Regions from separate parts of the Urocitellus parryii genome. Here region 2 is linked to region 1. The links are chromatin contacts, called in public Hi-C maps. All regions are on one chromosome and are shown on one strand. Each heading gives the region's core, a stretch centred on a gene start, on an enhancer-like site or on the middle of the called end of the contact. The rest is flanking DNA. Distances are from core to core; before and after follow the strand shown.

Region 1 (2,604 bases), core at 39-2,538:
TGTTCTCTTCCACCTGCTGGTAATGGAGGAGCAGAAGTGGTGAAGGATTCCTCAGAAAAAAAAATCAACTTAGGCAATGGGGTACACTTGTACTTAACATTTTAATAAGTACTCCTAAGTTACCTTTCAACAAGGAAGAGGGCTGTAACAAATGGCCCTCCCAACCACACAAGAAAGTCAACTACCCTCAGTTGGGCTCTTCTCTTTCCTTCCTTAGGTATCTCTCTCCCTCATTCTCCACTGTTACTTTGCTCAAATCTCCTCCTGCACTCCTCCCCCATCCCTATCCAAACATATACCTTCTTGACAAGTATTTCACCAGCAATTTGCAGTGAAAATTAAGTCGCCAAAGAACTTTCTCTGCTTTCTGTCCCTAAGGGTACAAAATCTTCTATTCACCCTCATACTATCCTCCTACCCATCAGTTTAAATGCTGGGGCGGGGGGGGGGGGGGTAGTCCCTCCTGTTCAAAGGCAATCCTGATTGTGAGCATCCTTCTCCACAGGCTCATTCTGAGACAACCCCAGAACCCCCTAGGTGATCACGGCCCACTCCCTCCTTCTTAACACACTTTCCTGATTTTCCTCTGGTCTCTGGCTTTTTTTTTTTCATTCCTTCTCCTGTCCCTTAGGCTCTTGTTCAAACCTTAAAAGTTGGAGTTTGGGGTTTCCGCCCTGGGCCCTGGGAGATGTCACCCACTATCTCCACCCCACTCCTTATCTTCAGCCATTACTACCCTACCGCCTTTGATCAATACCTTGGGTCCAGACCAATTTACCTAAATTTGACTTCCCCCTCTCCAATTCCGCGGCTCCTTCCCGCCACTCCTCCCAGCCCCTATTGGAGGAAGTCTTCCCTGACTCCTCCCCTTTCCACCTCCCCACGCCGGACCCGGGTCCGCAGTCCAGTGGCTGCAGTACCTCGCAGATCTGAGGAATGTAGTTTTCCTTGAAGTAGCTCCTCAGCCTGGGGCTGGCAGTGCGTAGAGAGGACATGGTCAGAGGCCGGGCAGAGAGGCTACGCTCTGTCTCCCCACAGCGCCCCGCGCCTCCGAGCTGCTCAGGGAACGCTGACTCGCTGCGACCATGCGTTGCCCGGCAACCACTGGGCTGGTTGCGGAGTCGCGCGCAGCCCGCGTCCCCACCAGGGGCGGGGGGGGCAGTGAAAGGCGGGGCGGTGAGGGGGGGCGGTGAGAGGGGCGGGTCTAAGGGGGCGGGCCTCCTGCCCAGCGGGCTGAACTAGGGAATGAGCCCCAGTAAGTGTCACCCGGACGCAGCGACGCAGCTTCTCCAGGAGTCAGCTCCCCGCCCCGCCTGGTGGAAGCTCCGGGGACCAGCGGGGTCGAGTGGGAGGGTTTACGATTTAACAGTGCCATTTCCGGGAGGCGGAGCTCAGGCACCCATTTTCTTTCTCGCTGCTGAGCCTCAGTGCTTTGGAGACCCCACGTCGACCCCCTTGAGCAGCCTGTCCGGGCCCGGCCGCAGCATGGGCGGCGCGCGGGACGTGGGCTGGGTTGCGGCAGGCCTGGTCTTGGGCGCCGGCGCCTGCTACTGCGTTTACAGACTGACCCGGGGCCAGCAGCGGGGTAGCGGTGGGCGCCGGCTTCGCCCTTCGCGGTCCGCAGGTGAGGTCGCGGGGTGCCCTGCAGATGGTTGGGTAACGGTACAGGGGCCATCCCGGGCCAGGATGGAGGCGAGGACTCCACGACTTGTGTGGTTTCCCGGTCCTTGGAGTAAAAGAAAGGGCCGAGCTAGAGAGAGAGGAGTGGCTAGTGAAATGCGCGGGGTCCCGAAGCCCGAGAGACGATCCGCCCTGCCACCTGGGCTTCCCAGCTTCCACTTCTTTGTTCAAAATCTGGAGTTGGAAAATTTGCCCAAACTTTTGTACTTGCGATCGGCGACATAGCAGAAGACCAGGTTTCTCAGAAAATCAGGAGAGGTTTCAAAGCAACCTGTGCGTTGCTTTGCCTGTCATTTTAAAGCTTATTCTGGGCCTTTGGGTTACCAAAGGCAGACCCCGATCGAGGGAGGGGTGTTGGGGCCCTGGAGCCCTAGAGGGAAGTTTGCAGCTGCCTGATAGAATCAACACCAAAGGGGCAGTTCTGCCCTCACTTGGCCCAGCACACAACTCTTCTTTCTAGAGTTGCTTGAGGATTAAATGAAGTAAAATATGTAAAGTGCTTACTGTCAAGATGATCCGCCGTCTCGCAATTTGGGAATGGGGGTGTGTATTGGTTATTGGAATAATTGTCAGCACGAGGCACACTCCCCCAGCAGACAAGTCCATGATGAGGTTTCTGTCTAAAAGTTGATTAAATCCGTACATTCAGAATTCTAACAGCCTGCTCTTGGTCCAGATCATGGAAACTTTCGGAAAATAATTAAAATCTGCCAACCAAGAAACTCTTCCGCAGATGTAATGAACCAAACAGCTTTATTATTGAGTAAGCATTAAGACATATTGCCTCGAACATCACAGGCAGTCTACTAATGGAATTCCAAAACAGAAGGCTCACCTCTATAACGGGCCATATACAACTCAAGATAAATAATAGCTTGTCCTTAAGAAAGAAAACTTGACAGCACTGTTTGTTTTTACATCACA
Region 2 (2,604 bases), core at 47-2,546, 270 kb before region 1:
TCAGTACTTGTGTTTCATTAAACTTTATTGTTTGTTGGTGTCTTGGCTAAGGAATTTATGGGATGATTTGTAGAAGGAGAGAGAGTCAGAGAAAGAAGAGAGATCAGGCAGATAAGAAGGAAATAAGTCTCTCACCCCCCACCCTCTTTTTTTTACCTTCATAAAATAATAAAATAGAAAAGCAAGAGAGACCTTATAGAGTCACTTAGTACAATCCATCTTTATCTTAACATAGAAGAAACAGGACCATGTGATGCAGATAAACCAATGGCAGAGCCAGGAAAATAATCTGACCCTTAGATTTACGCTTTTTCCACCAAATCTGGTTGACCCTCTCCTTTTTAATATTTTATTTTTGACCTCAAACCGAGAATAATTTGTAATCCAAGAGATCAATGCTGTTCTCAAAATAAGTTCTGATCTCTCAAAACTGTCTTGGTTAGAATCAATGTTGTCCCTAAAATAAAAATACAGAACCTACATTGCAATTTGTAGACTGTGCATTATTGCCATTCTTTATCTCATTTGATCCTCTGAAGTAAGGCAAGGAAGATATCATTGTCCTTATTTGAAAAGCGAGCATTTTATTTGAACCCCAAAGACATCCAATGATTGGAGTAAGGTCACTTACATTAGGGAGAGCCAGGACTCTAACGCTATTCCTATACTCTCTTTGCCACAGAAGAAGGAGTTTCCTTAAAAGGCACCAATGTTACTCTATTTCTTGACACAGGATTCTCCATCCCAGGGGGACCCTGCCCCCCCCCCCCCCACCTCGCCTCCACACACACATACTAGTTTAGCGAAGCTTGGTTTAGCCACCCAGAGGGGACTTCTATTTTGCACCTAATTCTCGTCTTTTAGAAAGAGCAGTTTCTTACCCCTTCCCTTGGTCCTGATCCTTATTTAGGCTCCTAGTTTTCTTTTGGGGGTTTGACCTCCTGGATTTCACTCCAAAGCTCCGCCCTCTCCTGAGGAGAAGTCGCGTCCTTGGTCTCCAAGGTGACCACGCAGCTTTAACCTTACCCCTCCCACTCTTTCCATTGGCCAGCAGGATTCTCATGTAGATTTACCCCCCTCCCCCCGCCCCCCGCCCATCCCTCCAATGGCCAATGGGTTTGACTTACAGGCCGCGCGCCGTTCTCAGAAGAGGCCAACACTCCAGCCCAGGACTCGTACTCTCCCACGCATTGCCTCCTGGGATATGTAGTTTTTAAACCGCCAGAACGTCTTGACGTCTGGCTTTTTCAGAACTACCTATCCCGTTGGCCTTCGCGAAAGGGGCGGAAGTAAGCTAGGAGTGTGCCTCTGAAATTTGTATTTACAGCTTTCAAATTCCGGTTTACTATTGCCCTGCCGATAAAATCTAAATCGCCTAGTTAAGTGAATGGGCTTGTTCTAGCTTCAGCAAATCTTCCTTTTTGACTAGTAGGAGCTCCGTGCTTAAGTCGATTGGCCCTGGCAAGGGACGCCGCGGGTGTGGTTGAGGTGTTCCTAGGGAGGGCGAGAGAGCGGCGAGTCATGTTCGCCTCCAGCTCCGGCTGGGGACTTGGTTGCCTCACGCTTGGTCAGCTCCGAGTGTGGGCCGGTGCTAGGCTCTGGACCCTAAGGGCCTGCCAGGCCAGGCTGTACTGCTCAGCTGGTGGCGAGCGGCGGCTGGGATCCGAACCCGAGGCCTCTCTGCCTGGCCCAGCGCGCCGGACTCTGAAGGAGTGGACGCTGCTGGTTAGCCCATTTGGTCGGCTGCGGGTGCGGCTCCCTTGCCACCTGTCTGTGAGGCCCCTGGACCCCCTCACCTACCCCGATGGCAACCGCCTGCTGGTCGCGGTGTGCGGCGTGGAGGGCGGAATCCTGGGCCTGAATGACCTGCAGGTGAAGTACGACGAGGCCCTGCAGGAGGTGGCCATCCTGTCTGACACCGTGGACCCCCAGGCGTCGGTGGAGGTGAACGCACCCCTGAAGTTTGGCAAGTGAAGTTTGGGCCCCAGAGCACAAACACAGTGACCTTCTTAAATTAGACCAAGTTAGGTGAACGTGCATTTTTATTTGCCTCTTTGAACTTGACTTTCTAACCTAATTTACAGTTGGCCCCTTTTCTTCTGCACTACTGAGTTCTGAGAAGTATTTAAGAATTAGGTTCCTAATGAAGTAAAAAATAAATAAATAAATCGAATGCAAACATGTTTTGGAATAATCCCAAATAATATTTGTGGAGACCCATATGTTTTCGTTTGTCACATTGTCATTAACAAACTGTTTTACTTTGGGGGGTTGAGGTTTATTGATAATCCATTCAATGGTTTGGCAACCCATCTATCTTTCCCCCTGCTTATCCTTCTCTCCTTGCGGTCCCCACACAACTTCTTATCTATGGGCTGTTCCATACCTAACCTGGAGCAAGTATCTGGTTTCAGAGAGACACCTAGCTTCTAACTGATGTCTCTGGATCTTTTTGGCCAAAGTTCTCCAGGAGTAGCAAGCTTTAAAGAAAAACACATAGTAAGATTGCCTGAGAAACTTCAGAAATAATGCCTGCATCATATATTTCCTAGGTGTTTGGGTTGTGTTATTTCTTAAATTCAAGACACCAGGAAGGGCTCCACA

What was found. Hi-C and Micro-C count contacts between places; a contact is called where the count stands out from the background.
Region 2: a Hi-C map of muscle shows a contact between it and region 1, with 5 times the contacts expected there. The contact joins the promoter of Fam185a here to the promoter of Armc10 in region 1. A contact is called at or near these places in 2 of 2 Hi-C or Micro-C datasets (liver and muscle).

Annotation. Positions count from the first base shown.
Region 1 is chr3:58,346,120-58,348,723 of mUroPar1.hap1, reverse strand. Armc10 (armadillo repeat containing 10) reads left to right here and starts at 1,288. Exons shown (of 6, transcript XM_026384959.2): 1 at 1,288-1,624. The coding sequence starts at 1,486. It overlaps Fbxl13 (F-box and leucine rich repeat protein 13), which reads right to left and starts at 995. Exons shown (of 21, transcript XM_026384982.1): 1 at 921-995. The coding sequence starts at 995.
Region 2 is chr3:58,616,782-58,619,385 of mUroPar1.hap1, reverse strand. It overlaps Fam185a (family with sequence similarity 185 member A), which reads left to right and starts at 1,296. Exons shown (of 8, transcript XM_026384969.2): 1 at 1,296-1,966. The coding sequence starts at 1,522.